2 separate regions of the Sus scrofa genome follow, and region 2 is linked to region 1. Evidence: chromatin contacts called from public promoter capture Hi-C data. All regions are on one chromosome and are shown on one strand. The core of a region is the stretch at or near the end of the contact, and the rest is flanking DNA. Distances in the headings are between cores, read along the strand shown. Region 1 holds the start of RBM33 (RNA-binding protein 33). Region 2 holds the start of PAXIP1 (PAX-interacting protein 1).

Region 1 (7,225 bases), core at 1,725-4,224:
CCCCGAGATGCCTCATGTTGGCCCCTCTAAATTTTGGTCTGTCTCCTCAAACCTCCTGTTTCACTCGAGTTTCTCATGGGCCAGCAAGTGTTTTCAGCCAGAAACCTGGGTGATTGTATGGGCCAGTTCACTGGTTTCCTTTTTCTCAGCTCCGTGACCACAGGTCTGTGCTGCCTGTGGCCCAATGTTGGAAAATCATCCCCCCCCCCCCAATTGGTTCAGTTTTCAAGGTACCATGTGAAGGAAGTCTGTCTCAGTGCCTCTGTCATGACCAGAAGTGGCAGTTGCGTCCTGGTTGTTTTGAGGTCTCCTTTGTGGATGCTGTTCAGTTTCCCCACATGTGCCTAGGTGTGGATTTATTTTTCCTGCTTGATGTTTTTATGCCTCCTGTATTTGTGGGTTTATATCTTTCATCTGTTCTTAAAAGGAATCATCTTTTTAATGTCTCTTTTCCATTCTCTATATTCTCTACATTTTGGAACTCCAATTTGTCATGAATCTGATATTCTCGTTCCACTCTCCCAAATTCCTTCCTTCCTCCTTTCTTTTTGATTGCAACCACAATATATAGAAGTTCCCGAGGCAGGGATCAAATCCAAGCCATAGCTTCAACCTACAGTTGTGCCACAGCTGCAGCAACACCAGATCCTTAACCCACTGTGCCATGGCAGGAACTCCAACAATGACATTTTAAAACAATTTTCTCTTTGCTCCTTTGTTTTGAAGCAATAAAAACTTACCAAGTTCAACAGACAGTAAAATAAAACACTTTTATTCTGAACCACTTGAGAATAAGTTCATGACTTATGCCCTGTCACCCCAAGTACTTGTGTAAAAGGAAAGAACCAATCTGACTCCACATTGGATTTTTTTTTTTTTTTACTTTAACCTTTGTACTCTATTGAGTTTACTGTACGTTAATCACTAAAAGAATGTTGCCTATAACTTGAAATATGCAGGACAGCCCATTCTCAAGGATCTGATCTTTAAAGGTCTAACACTTCTCCATCCATGTAGCAGAAAAAAAAGCTGCAGAATAGAGAGTAGCGTTTGTCTTGGTGGAGATTTATAGGAAGACTGTGACCAGACCCAGGGGACAGCTTCAAGAACAAAGGATTCTGGTACCAAGAAGTTTGCAACAAGCAACCACAACCGTTCCTCTTTTAGTATAAAAGAAGGCGGTTCTTTGTGACGTGATCTTCTTGGTCTGCTGGCTTGGTGAATACAACGACTTGTCTCTCCGTTTATTGGCCTGGCATGGGAAAGTGGTATGAGAGTGGTAACAGTTTAGTCTGCACTCTCTACAAAGACATACCACTTACAATCATCAAAATAAGGAAGTTAATTTTGCTGTATTACTCCCATCTTATCTTCAGACTCTGGATTTTTGCAAGTTGTTTCAATAACATTCATTACAGTGAAAGGATCCAGTTCAGAATCATGTATTGGATTCAGTGGTCATGTCTTTTTTTTTTTTTTTTTTGTCTTTTTAGGGCTGCACCCACAGCATAGGGAGGTTCCCAGGCTAGGGGTCTAATTGGAGCTGTAGCTGCTAGCCTACGCCAGAGCCACAGCAACGCCAGATCCGAGCTGCATCTGCGACCTACACCACAGCTCATGGCAACACCAGATCCTTAATCCGGCCAGGGATCGAACCCAAAACCTCATGGTTCCTAGTCAGTTTCCTTTTCGATGTCCCACGACAGGAACTCCGGTCATGCCTTTTCTTCTTCAGTCTGAAACACGTCCTCTGGTTTGGCTTTCATAATTTTGACACTCGAAGATTAAAGGCCAACTGTTTTGTGGTATGTCCCCCATTTTTTTGGTCCTTACTTTTTCGAGATTAGACTCAGTGAGGTATCTGTGACAGGATTTTATCACAGAAGCGATGCTGTTTCTTCTTACTGCATCCTTTCCGGTGGCACACAATTCAGATTTACCCCATTCCTGAAAATTTTTACTTCCTTCAGTTAAGGTGTTTCAGAGGCTTTTCCACCTGAAATTATTCTTTTCCACTAACAGTGCAGCGCTCCCCTGTGCCACTTGCAATTCTGGAATCCTAAGAAGTCCTTTGACACCTCCGAGCCAAGGTCTTTGCTCAGCCTTCTCTTTCCACCCTTTCCTTTCCCCATAAGCCCTACATTCATTGTTACTGAAGCAACCTTTGCAGCTTGCGTGTTCTTAAAGGCCTCATTACATCCGCACCGGTCTTCCCCGTCCCCAACTGCCAACAAGTCAGAAGTCGCCTTCGGATGCCTGATCCCAAGCATCCCTCAGCCTTCTACAACTCTTATCTCCCAGGACCCTTCCCTTAAGGTCACTTGTTAGCATCCCGCTGTGGACAAGTCTTGCGGCTCAAACGCTACCTCTCGCGCACATGTCGCTACGGCGGCCGTTCCGGCCGCACCCGCTCAGCGCACCTGCCTCCGCCGCAGACCCCCCAGTGCGCATGCCCGGCACCACCCCCACGGCGTGCTCGTCCCCGCTGTCAGCCCGCAGCGCAGTTTACTCCGCCCCCCGCCGCGCGCCGCACAGTCCAGACACAGAAAGCAAGCTCCGGCCCCATTACCGGGCGCGGGATCTCCTCCCTCACTCTTCCAACGGGACCTCCGCCGGCCGTAAAGCTCGGCGCCAACTGCTGCAAAGCGACTCACGACAGAGCCCGGGGCCGAACTACGGCGGGCCGCCGCCCCCGCCCCCTTCAAACATTGGGGTTTCTGGAGCGGAACGAGGCGGCCGCTGGTGTGTTTGCCTTCCGCCCTCGGCCTGCGTCCCTCGGAGGCGGCTCGGAGCCGCCGCGGCCTGCAGGGGAGGCCCCGCGCCGGTGCCTCCCGGCCGCCATCATCCCGGCGTGCACCTCGGCGGCGGGCCGAGCCGGCGGCCATGTTGCGATAGTTTGTTGTTTTCTTCCTGCGGAGGAGCAGGCCGGAGGGGCCCGCGACCCGCCGGCCGCGCCGCCCCCCGCGCCCCCGGCCCGGCCCGCCGCCCCGGCCCGCCGCCCCCCGTCCTCCCTGCGCGTCCCCGGGCCCCGGCTGGCTTGGTGGGGCGAGGCTGAAGGCCGGGCCCAGTGCACACCATGGCGACCGCCCTGGGAGCGGGCGGAGGAGCCGGCGCCGGAGGTAAGGGAGGCGGCGCCGCGCGGGAGGCGGCTGTGGCGGTGGGGGTTCCGGGGGCCGCTCCTGGCCGTCGGGGGTCTGGTCCCCTGAGAGGCGGGCGGGGGTCGGGCCTCGGCGTGCCCGCCGCCCTGGCGTCGCCAAGCGCCAGGCCCACCGGAGGCGGGGCGCCGGCCTGGGTGGGGGGCAGCTGTGGCCCCGGGAGGGTGGTCCCGACGGTTCCGGGAGGTTTCCAGGCCGGTGCCGCAACCGGGCCAGACCGAGGACGGGTTCTGAGAGAGCGGTCTCCGCGAGCTGCTCTCGTGCTCTGGGAGCTCCTCAGTCGTGGGGTACGAGCCCACTAGTGCTGGGTTATCAGCACCTTGCAGACGTGGGAACCGGACCGAAGAGGTTTAGATACCGGTGCAGTGCCTTTGGGTGTTTCCTTCGTTGTCCAAGCGTAGATGAGTTCGAGAGGGTACTTAGTGAAAACACATTTCAGGTAAAATCACTTTTTGGTTGGAACCCCATTTTGTGGATGGAGGGCTTTTTTTTTTTTTTTTTTTTTTAATAATGGGAAAAAAAACCCACTTGAAAGTGACTTGTATGACTGTTCGAAAACTTTGATGAAGGAGCCCCTTAGATGATGAAAGTATGAACCGCGACAGCATTTGAGGTTGTTTTCGTTATTGAGACGTGTAACCATCCTTTTGTGTATTTTTTTTTTTTTTTTAGTGATGCTTGCTTATGAGCACGTTGCCATAGTCCTGCCTAGGACTTTGAGACGCTGCTTTGGCAAAATGAGACCAAACGCAGCAATGTCGCTCCTGGCAGTACGATTTGGTGTAGACTTTTTATTTATTTATTTATTTTTTGGTCAGATGACTTTTGCGTGTTAGAGCTGAAGCTTTCCAGTTAAAGTTTGAAAAGATGTGTTCTTTTCTTAGTTGGTTGCTTTCTGGCGGTCAAAGTCGTGGTTTTGTATCCTTGTCACAGTATAGTCTGGAAACTCCTGGGTCAGGACTGGTTTCATTAATGCTAAGGTTATTTGCATGTTTCACCCCTCTGAGCATCGAGGAGTTTTCCCGAGGCTGTGTGACACGTGAACGCTTTGTCGTGTAGACGGGTGAGGGAATGTGTTCTTATGTTTTCATGTTTCTCATTTTTACTTTCGAAGGAAGCAAATGTCAGTGAATGCAGTCCACAGAAACAGAAGCTTTTTGGCGGCCTCAGTAAATCTGAGTCCAGAAAGTTTGGGAATTGCTATTTTAGGGGGTTAGGTAGGCTTGATCCTTTGTGATTTTTCCCTAGTGCCTGGTTTCCCATCGCTCTTAGTCTAAAGGCAGACTCGAGGCACCGAGGCGCGTGAGTTCTGCAGGCTCGGCCCCCCGCCTCCCCAGGCTGTTGGTCAGCCTGCCCTCCCTCTGGTCTCCTTCAAGCTCCTTGCCAGGCCGATCTTCTGTCCCACGTGTGTCTATCTCTTCCTTTCGTGCCTCCCTCTCCTTGGTTCGGTGGCACCCTAGTTTCTTCAGAACATTTATGGCAGTTTGTAATTTTATTTGGTTATTTCCTTTTTTAAAACGTCTCTTCTTAACAAGACTATGTTAAGTAGTCTGTAAGCCCCTTGAGGACAGGAATGCTGCATGTTTTACCTTCCTTGTATTCCAAGTTCCTGGCATGTTCAACAAATATTTGAGGAGTGAATGAAAGTGAAAACTTTTCTCTCTGAATCCCTTTGCACCCTGTTGGCAAACGTAAGTTGCACATTTACAGCTGTGTGGCCTTTTACGGTTTAAGGTGGAATCACGTATTCCTTAGTTGGCTTTGTTCACGTAGGATTAGGTCTTGGCATGGAGTTCCTGTTGTGGTGCAGCGGAAATGAATCTGACTAACATCCGTGAGGATGCAGGTTCGATCCCAGGCCTCACTCAGTGGGTTAAGGATCCGTTGTTGACATGAGCTGTGGTGTAGGTCGCAGACATGGCTCGGATCCTGAGTTGCTGTGGTTGTGGTGTAGGCCAGCAGCTGCAGCTCCGATTCAGCCCCTAGCCTGGGAGCTTCCATATATGCCATGGGTGCAGCCCTAAAAAGACAAAAACAGTAAAAAAGAAGAGTAGGTCCTGGCAGTCTCTTCTGTGGTAATAGGTGAGAGTTAGTATGGGTCCACCATTTATTGATTAGCTGTTTTTGTATTGATGGGCATTTGGCTTATATGTTCTTTTTTACTACAGACGCCTCTTGGTGTGCTTAAACCAATATTTCTGAAGGCGTGATTCCTCTAGAAGTGGAAATAAGGTGGTGAAAGCTATATGTATTTAAAGTTGTGGTGGCTGTTGTCAAGTTGTCTTCAAGTTGGTACCATTTTACCCGCTCCATCAGTAGTGTATGAATGTACTCCATTTCCCATAGTCTTCTAAGAATCTTTTTGATAATCTCTTGAGGCAGGAAGATAGCCTCAATATTGTGATTTATATTTTCCTGATTGCTACTGAAATTAAACATCTTTTCATGCATTATATTTATTTATTTTTCTGTGACTTGCCTGTTTGTATCATTTGTCTTTTTTTAATTGGGTGGTTGATCTCTTCGTTATTATTTTAAAATACTTTGTTATGTTAGGATTATAAACCCTTTATTGTGCTTGCTCATTAACCTTGCTTTTTTAAACTTTTCACTGAAAGTTTTAAAGTTTTACCTTATGAAATATCTTGCCACTTAAAAAATTTTCTTTTGACATATAGTTGACTTATAAAGTTGTGTTAATTTCAGGTGACTAGCAAAGTGATTCATTTATACGTATTTATGTTCTTTTTCAGATTCTTCTCCTGTCACTTGTTTTTATGCATCTTTTTTCATACTGGTGTCTCCTTGCCAAGAGTTCTTTTATGCTTTTAACATTGTATGCTTCTGTGCTTTTTTTATATTTAGCTTTTATTCCATATGGAATTTTATTTTGGGTGTGGTGTGAATTTGGGGCTTCTAATGGTTCTGATACAATTTATTGAATTCTCATCTTTTCTATCGTTATATTAAATTCTTGTTCATAGTTTTTAAAAACTATTGCTTCACAGTTTGTGTATGTGTATGTATCATGGTATGTTTTTCAGAAATTTCTTGATCTGTGCATTTTTAAAAAATGAGCTTTAGAATCATCAATCACAGTCTTAAGAATTCTGCCTTAATTCTTATTGGGATTATATTGAGTTTATTAATATAACTTGGGGATGATGGCTGTTTTTATAATATGGGTTCTTTTATCCAGCAACAAGAACGTCTTAAAGTCAAGTTCTTTTTTGTCCATCAGTCACCTGCCACATGTTTCAGCACCTGCTCTGTGCTGGGCTGATTGGAGAGGTTGGGATGCAGAGTGAGTACGGCAGACAGATCCCTTCTTTGTGGAACTTACCAGTAAAATTGTCTCTTTATGGTTTTCTCACATTTCTTGTTAGTTTTATTCTTAGACGTTTTGTTGTTGTTGTTGCGGGTGGTATTTTTTTTTTTTTTTGGTCATATTACTTTCTGAAATTTGTTTCCGATCTACTATAGAAAAACCTTTTTTTTCTTTGTAGTTTAGTGCTTTAGATTTTTTAGTCAGATATTCGTATCTTCGATCTCTTCCATTACAGTGTGATATCTCTTACTTTTTCTTGTGCTTCTTGTTCTAGCAACATTCATTGCCAAGTCCTCCAGTATAATGTTGGGTAGTAGGGGTGATGCTGGCTGGCATCTTTATCTTGTCATCTTGTTCTGAGTTTGAGTGTTCTTTTAATATTTTACCCTTGAGTATGGGATTTGCTGTAGATTTCTAGTAGCTGTTGTTTGTATAGCTAAGAAAGTATGTTTTGGAGTGGGGGTTAATTTTTTCAAATGCTTTTTCTGCGTTGTTGAGATGATCATGGGGTCCTTCTTTCATCTCTCCCTGTCATGTATTGTCTCGCTGGATTTCCAGTGCCGAATCAGCCGTGTGTTATTTGCTTCAGAACCTTCTGGTTCTGCAGGTTTTCTTCTTTTTAATGTTTTGTTGCTCTTCATTTTAGGATTTATCTGTGATCATAAAGAGATCACAGCTAAATACTTAAGAAAACATAGAAAAGATAGTTTTCTCCCTTTGTATTTGTGCATGTTCATGTGCT
Region 2 (7,308 bases), core at 1,583-4,082, 390 kb before region 1:
CCTGAGGCTGAGACGGGCCCTGAGACGTCAGAAGAGCTGCCTTCACCCGGTGGCCTCCCATCCAGGCGGCACCTAAGCAAACTCTGGCAAGAGCTGCGCTGAAACGTCACGCTGTGTGATAAACAGTAGAGTTAAATTCACTACCAACCTTTACGACAGGGAGATCGAAGACTTCCCGCGCTTCCCCCACTTCGGGATTGTCCCCGTCTTCCGAGATGATGTGCGAGGCTAGCGCATTGTAGGACACTTCCTTGGCTTTCCCGGCTTTCAAAAGCTGAATGACCTTGGAAAAAACCACATGAATTAAAATGGAAAACACCCCATTTCATTCTCAACTTATACAAATTACCATGAACAACAAAGTTTCTAATAAACACACACCACGTTTTCCACGTGGGATTAAGACTCTTTCACTGAGTCACATGCAATGAAACACGTGGGGACAATAAAAAGCAGCAAATCTTGATGCGCTGACTGGTCCATGTGGAAGCGACGGCGAACCACGTACCAGCCAGTCCCCGAGGACGGACGAGGTGAACACAGCAGAGACCCGGCTAGGACACAACCCATCCAGGTCTACCCTCAAGGCTTGGGGATGCATGGTTTCCAGTAAGTGGAAAAGTTTCTGCAGAGGAGCTACAGGCGTGGTGTCCTTGTGAATTCAGAGGCATCACCAGGCAAAAATACGCACGCGGTGTGGCATGAGGAGCATTCAACACAATGGGCAGGTGAAGACGATGATGAGACCCTCGATGGCAGTGTCACAGGCGCTACGCAAAACCCGCTGGGTTTTACCCCAAAATACAGAGCTGTCTTCTGGAGGCACAGAAAGGTGTGAAGCAGGGAAGCGGCCTGATCAGATCTTACAGGAAGATCCCTGACAGTGTAAGAAGAACACATGGGGTTGGCTGCAGGTCTGGAGCCAGGACGCCTGTTAAGAAACAGCTATGAACATTCAGGCGAAAGAGGCAGGTAACTAAGGGAAAAGCAGGTCATTAGGGGCAAGAAGCGATGTGAGAGCACCAGCAAGACTAGGTGCCTCCAAGGGGCCTGTGTCGGAGAAACACTGCGGGGATGAGGACTGTGTGTTTGTTTAGGGCACGTCCCTCTTCGGTGCCACTGTGAGACCTAGAAAGACACCCAGCACGTCTGAGGATGAGACCTGGGCCCCATCTGAGACGGGGCCAAGGCCCAGAGAGCGAATGAGCCCTCAAGCACCGAGCACAGGGTGGGGAGTGAAACCAACACACGTGAATGCTCTGCATCCACGTTTCGAGGATTCAGAGAATCAAATACTCTGGCTGTAAAGTTTTTTTTTTTTTTTTAGAAAATACTTTGTTTTGGATCAAAGTGGTTTGCCAAGGACACTTTAAAAGCCCTTAGACTTGATTAACAGTTGAGTGAACATGACTCCTGTTCAGCTTGGTCCAGGTTTTAAGTAACATTTGGTTCAGGTCCCTCTCAACAGCCAAAGTCCTAAAATGAGGTAGGAAGCAGGGAGGAGAAGAGTGGAGAGTGAAGAAAGGGAAATCCGTAGTCAGAAGGAAGAAGCCGTCACTCTGAGCTCAGCACCTGTTCACTATTAAATCCCAAGCCTCTTGACGCTTACCGTAGAAGAAAGGGTGCACCCTGGGAGTCATCCAAGGGCATCTGGTTCCTAAAATACCACCACAGACACCTCCAGAAGGCCCAAACCAATCGGCCTTTCACAATTCCTTCCATGCCACCCAAGTCTGTTAAGTATCTGTCTCCACTCCTGAGGAGACATCAAGACAGTACAGCCGTCTTTTCCTACACATGAGCTTTAGGAAAGCGAGTAGCCTGAGATTCAGCTGAATATTCAATAAAGGTAGGTTCCCACCATGGAAAATTAACATGCTGACGTTCCAACAGATGTATGACTTACAAAAAACTTAGGAAAGGCGACAATATCCTTTGGCGTGAGGTCACACAAGAAAATGTTTCGTGTGACCGTATTAACAGCGCATTACCCACACTTACTGTATATTTAGGAAAACCAAGAAACACGAAGTCGCTGGTAGTAAACTTCAAGGCCACACACTAGTTGCAGACGTACGACCTCAGGTGGCTGCCACACCAGGGGCAACTAACTGCCCCTCCGCAGCCAGGAACCCAGGCCCCTACTCAGCACCTCCTGCCAAAGTTCCCGTAGCCAACCCGTCCCCGCGGGACCCACTGTTGGCGGGGCCCAGGCAGCTGGAGCTGGCAGCAGGTAGGGTGTCCCTGTCTGGATTCCTCCCCACAAAGGGGCAGAGTGGGAAGCGGACAAGGCAGCTCCGCGACAGCACCCCGGTCCCCCACCACGCGGGGACCGTGACAACCGACTCTTAGCGCAGACCCCCACCCACGTGCCCTTCCCCCCCCCATCTGGGCACACCCTCCTCTTCAAGTTTCCACTCCCAGGACCTCTCCTTTCCCCGCCCGCGGGTCCCGCAGACCCCCTTCCCTCCGGCCCCCACCGCCGGCCTGCTGGGCGCCAGGCGGCCCGGCCTCCGCGCAGCCAGGCCGGCGGGCTTGGGGCAAGAGGTCCCGGACGTTCAACGTGCAGGCGCGCGCCCGGGGCGGGAGCAGAGCCGGGGACGCGGAGGACGGTGCGGGGGCGGTGTGGTACCTGCGGGTCGATGTCGCCCACCGCGTAGTACTTGACCTCCCGGAACATCTCCTCGGGAACTTTGGGCGCCTGGTCCGACATGGTCGCGGCGGCCCGAAGGCTCCGCGGCGGCTCCTGCCCCGCCCGGCCAGCCCCGCGGGGCCCGCTCCCCAACGGCGCGGCCCCGGCCCGGTCCTGCAAGTCGGGCCCGCTCCCCCGCCCTCTGCGCCCCCGCCCGCGCCGGGCCGCCCGAGCGCGGGAGCCGCGCGCGCCCTGCGGGCCGCACCATCCCGCCCGACGCCGAGGGGGAGCGCCCAAGTTAGGCGCTCGGCCCGCCCCACCCGGTGTCCGTCTTGCGGCCCGCGGCACCGGGGACACGGGTACCGAACGGCCCACTCCAGAGCCAGGGGGCCGTGGCCGCCGCCGTCCCCACAGCAGGAAGCCCCGTGCTCGCGGGGAAACGCGCCCCCCCGTCAAGGCTGGAGTGGGCCGGTCCCGGGAAAGAAGGGTACGGGCGGCCCTCCCGTCGACACGCGCGGCCGCAAGGGCGGCGCATGCGCACCGCGGAGGGGCGGGCCGGCGACGGCAACCACGGAGGGAACGGGTCCGGCTTCGGGGTCTGGGGCGCACAGAGACGGAGCGTCGCCGGCTGCTGCCTGGCAGGACCCGAGGTAACGCCTAAGGCCCAGGAAAGGGTCCTGAGTCTTGGCTGGAGGATGAGGGCGCTAGGCCGCGTAACCAGCTCCCCGGGCGCGCGCTCGCGGCCAGTGGCTTCTCGCCGTCGCCCGAACCTGCTCCTCCCGGGACCCGGACCGTCAAAAAAACGAGCCCCGCGCCCCTCCCTCCGGCTCTGCTGACGACAGACGGTCATGACGTCTTCGCGCGCTCTGACGTCATCCGGTGGCGCCTGGAGACCGGCGCTCCGGGCGCACCTGCTCTCCCAGCAGCGCTCCGGGCGCACCTGCGCGGGCACGGGATGGGGCGGCGCTGCGGCTGCGGGACGCCAGGCTCCCCGGATCCACCGAGGCCCAGAGGCCCTGAGGCGCCTGAGCGTGAAAATGCACGTGAATCAGCCCCACAGTTTCCTCCCCCAAGTGGTTCAAACCATTACCCACTGCTGCCGCTACCTTCCAAGCGGTAAAGCCCTTTTATTTATTTATTTTTTATTTTATTTTTTGTCTTTTTGCTATTTCTTGGGCCGCTTCCACGGCATATGGAGGTTCCCAGGCTAGGGGTCGAATTGGAGCTGTAGCCACCAGCAACGCAGGATCCGAGCCGCGTCTGCAACCTACACCACAGGTCACGGCAACGCCGGATCGTTAACTCACTGAGCAAGGGCAGGGACCGAACCCGCAACCTCATGGTTCCTAGTCGGATTCGTTAACCACTGCGCCACGACGGGAACTCCAAGCCCTTTTAAATAAACGGTAGTGTAATTGGTTAGGAGAGAAACCTTTCCAAGGTACTGTGGCACCTTAATACAACCCTAACTCATCTCAGAGGCCTTTGTTGTATCACTTTAAGTCTGCGATAAGGGAGACGTTCTGAACGTGAAAGTTGACGTGGTCGGCTCATTGATCGGTACAATGTACACTGACTTTTTAAAAACGGTGAATAGGGTTTTGATTGTACACTTGTGTGTAATAAATGATTTTGTATGAGTAGCAAGTAAGGATACGATAAGCCTTTTAAATATTCTTAGGTTTTATCATTGTATTGTTTTCTGGTTTCGTCTTTTTCATTTGCGTTTTGAACAGTCTGAAACGGTGTTATTCTAAAAGCCAACATCCTTTTTAACAAACAAAATATGAGAACTTGCCTGAATGAGTAAGAATGTGCTGTCCTTCCTTTGAATACCCCAAGCATATATTTAGTATTGACCACTGTAACATTTTACCTTCCATGTTAAGAAAAGAAAAAAAACGGGGGAGTTCTGGTTATGGCGCAGTGGAAACGAACCTGACTAGTATCCATGAGGATGCAGTCATCCCTGGCCTTGCTGAGTGTGTGGGGATCTGGCGTTGCGCGAGCTGTGGTGTAGGTCGCACATGGGCGGCTCAGATCCCACGTGGCTGTGGCAGAGGCTAGCGGCTGTAGCTCTGACCCCTAGCCGTAGGAACTTCCGTGTGTTCTAAATACCAAACCAGAAGAAGCATGCCCTTGTATTGACCTGTGGTGGGAGAACTTATTTAGCTTTTTCCTTCCTTGGTTAAAAAAAGAACTAAGCATGTACTTTTATCTTAGAAAACTTACAGCATACCTCAACTGGGTATTTTATTTTATAAGTTAAAAAACGTGTAACGTTCATCAGGGCAAGTTTACCAAGAAGGCAGATTATGGAACTAAGAAATCTAAAATCTCAACCCAAAGAGACTGTAAAACAGGAGTGTAAACTGCGCGAGGTCAGTACGGTAACATGTACAGCCTCACACAACATCTCCTGGGCCTGGGTCGTGGCCCACAGAGTATCAAACACGGCTATTTTACCAGTAATGACAAAGAAGCATCTTTAGATGGAATCTAATTTCATATGGGTAGTGTCTGTTCTGATGTTATCAGTTCATTTAATAGAAACTTTGTATTTCTTTTAAAGTTGATCCATGTATGACCCCACATAAGACACTGAGCATTGATATTTTTAAGCTTCTTCCAAGTTCAAAGCATGATCATTTTTCTGTTAATCAACCTTCAGAAAATAAACATTGTCTCATACTAACTTCATAAAGTAATACATTTCTCATCTTCTATTTTGCAAAATTAGGTAACGAGGCTAGGAAAAAAGTTAAGTATGAAATTAGAAAAATGGAAAAGTTGGGAATATTTAACTCAAATTGTACTTACTAGTGGGAACTTGAAGCAGTTATTTAGATAAGTATTTCCAAATGGCTTTTTAAAAAAATGCATCTTTTTGTACTGCATACAGCTTCTCAATCTTGTTGTCATATAGTGTGTTCAGTTCAGCTAATCACATACCCCTTCAAGTTAGATATTATCAATGTTTACTAGACCCTCAGTTGGTGTTTACAGACTAAAACATTTGACCTCTTCATGAAAGAGAGAACTTGTGTTGGAGGCATAAGCAAGTTGGGGTTTTAGCACAGGAGAACCTGGAAGCCCAAAGGCATGTTTCTTAGTGGGAGAGATTATTCAAGGACCCACCCAACACGGTTTTGCCAAAGTTGTCTACTTAGTGTAGAGACCTAGAAACCTATTCCAGACACTGTCCCATACACATATACTTTTTCCTTAAAAGAAGTTCTACCATACACACTTTTGTTTCACCTAAAAAGCAAAAATAAGAACGTCCTTCCACGTCAGCAGACATTAGCTGTAAACCATTTATTTAACAGATACACAACACTCCGTTTTTTCATGTGCCTTTCTTTAGTCAGGCCTGTGTTGTTGCACCTTGGTTTCCCACCTGGCAATCACAGAGCACGTTCAGTGTCTTCCTCTGTGCCCGGTTAGGAGCACGTCCCGCACTTCTCCCCATTCTCTGAGCTCAGTGCCCGCGCACAGCCTTAAATCAGCGGTTCTCCCCTATGGGCAGTTTTGCCGCCCAGGAGGCATTCGCCAATGTTGGAAACATTTTTGCGAGTCATGACTAGAGGGACGGGGGTACAACTGTTCTCGCGGCAGAGGCCAGGAAGCTCCCCTGTGACACGACAACCCCCACGAAAACGACCCTGGGCAAAGTAGTCACAGTCTTGCTGTGGGGAAACCGGGCTTAAGAAATGGACCAAGTACAGCATTCCGGGGGATTAAAAACGTGGGGAGTTTCTTGCACGCAGCTTGGTGGCTTGCTCAGACAGCATCCTCCAGTGCTCAGCTTCTGTCACCGTGTGGCCTTGCTGTCTGAGAGCCCTCTGCTTCCAGCTCTACCGGCGAGAAAAAGAAGCCCGCAGCAGAACACGCAGGATCTTCGAAGGCCAGGCCCACCAACCAAGAGCCACAGACGTCCGCGTCCACCCACTTCCATGGCCAGGAGCTGGTCTCGCGACTCCAACCTAAACCGCAGGGGAAGCTGGGAAGTGTAGTCTTCCTGAGCCTCCAGGAAAAGGAAATGGGATTGCTGGCATTTTGCCAATCTCTGCCACTTCTAGTTTCAAAACAATTCTACAAATTAAGGTTACAGAATGCAATATAGTATAAAACAAAAAATGTAAAACAACAACAACAAAAATGTTTGCACAGAGCTACTCGATGGAAATGAGTGGAACTGGGCGGCGGCGGCTGTCCGGCAAGGAGAGCGGTGAGCGGTGTTCTCTTGGAAAAGCATCAGGTGTCTGCGGAAGGGCCGCCACGGATGGGCTGCGTGCCCTCCGCTCGTCTTTCGTCTCCACTCCCACATCCACAGGCCATCCTCTACCTTGTTCTCGGTCCAGGAAGCTGACCTCACTGGCTCCCCTGTGCTCTGGCTCCTCGCCGACTCTTCTGAGGAGGGAGGGACCCAAGCAGGGAGCTGAGAGGGGAGAGGAGGGTGCGGAGAGCGGGATGCGCGTGTTTTGCCCCCAGCTCCCCGCCGGCCGGCTTGTCTGAGCTGCAAAGTCACCTTCCCGTACAAGCCTCTCCTTCTGGGTTCCGGTCTCTCCTTCCTCTCCTCCCTCTGGACTTAGGGTCGCCCCCCATCTGCACCTCCTGCGACACCTTCGCCGTCAGCATTTACACATCCGCGCTCTCGGGTGATCCTAACGGGA

Evidence for each region. Promoter capture Hi-C pulls out the DNA fragments that hold promoters and counts their contacts.
Region 2: a contact with region 1 is called in a promoter capture Hi-C map of liver, with 5 times the contacts expected there. The contact joins the promoter of PAXIP1 here to the promoter of RBM33 in region 1. A contact is called at or near these places in 1 of 5 promoter capture datasets (liver), 2 of 47 Hi-C or Micro-C datasets (heart right ventricle and liver) and 1 of 2 datasets of contacts at active chromatin or transcription factors (alveolar macrophages).

What each region holds. Positions count from the first base shown.
Region 1 is chr18:2,671,953-2,679,177 of Sscrofa11.1, reverse strand. RBM33 (RNA-binding protein 33) reads left to right here and starts at 2,974. Exons shown (of 20, transcript XM_021079037.1): 1 at 2,974-3,119. The coding sequence starts at 3,077.
Region 2 is chr18:3,062,377-3,069,684 of Sscrofa11.1, reverse strand. It overlaps PAXIP1 (PAX-interacting protein 1), which reads right to left and starts at 2,832. Exons shown (of 21, transcript XM_021078627.1): 1 at 2,633-2,832; 2 at 149-283. The coding sequence starts at 2,713.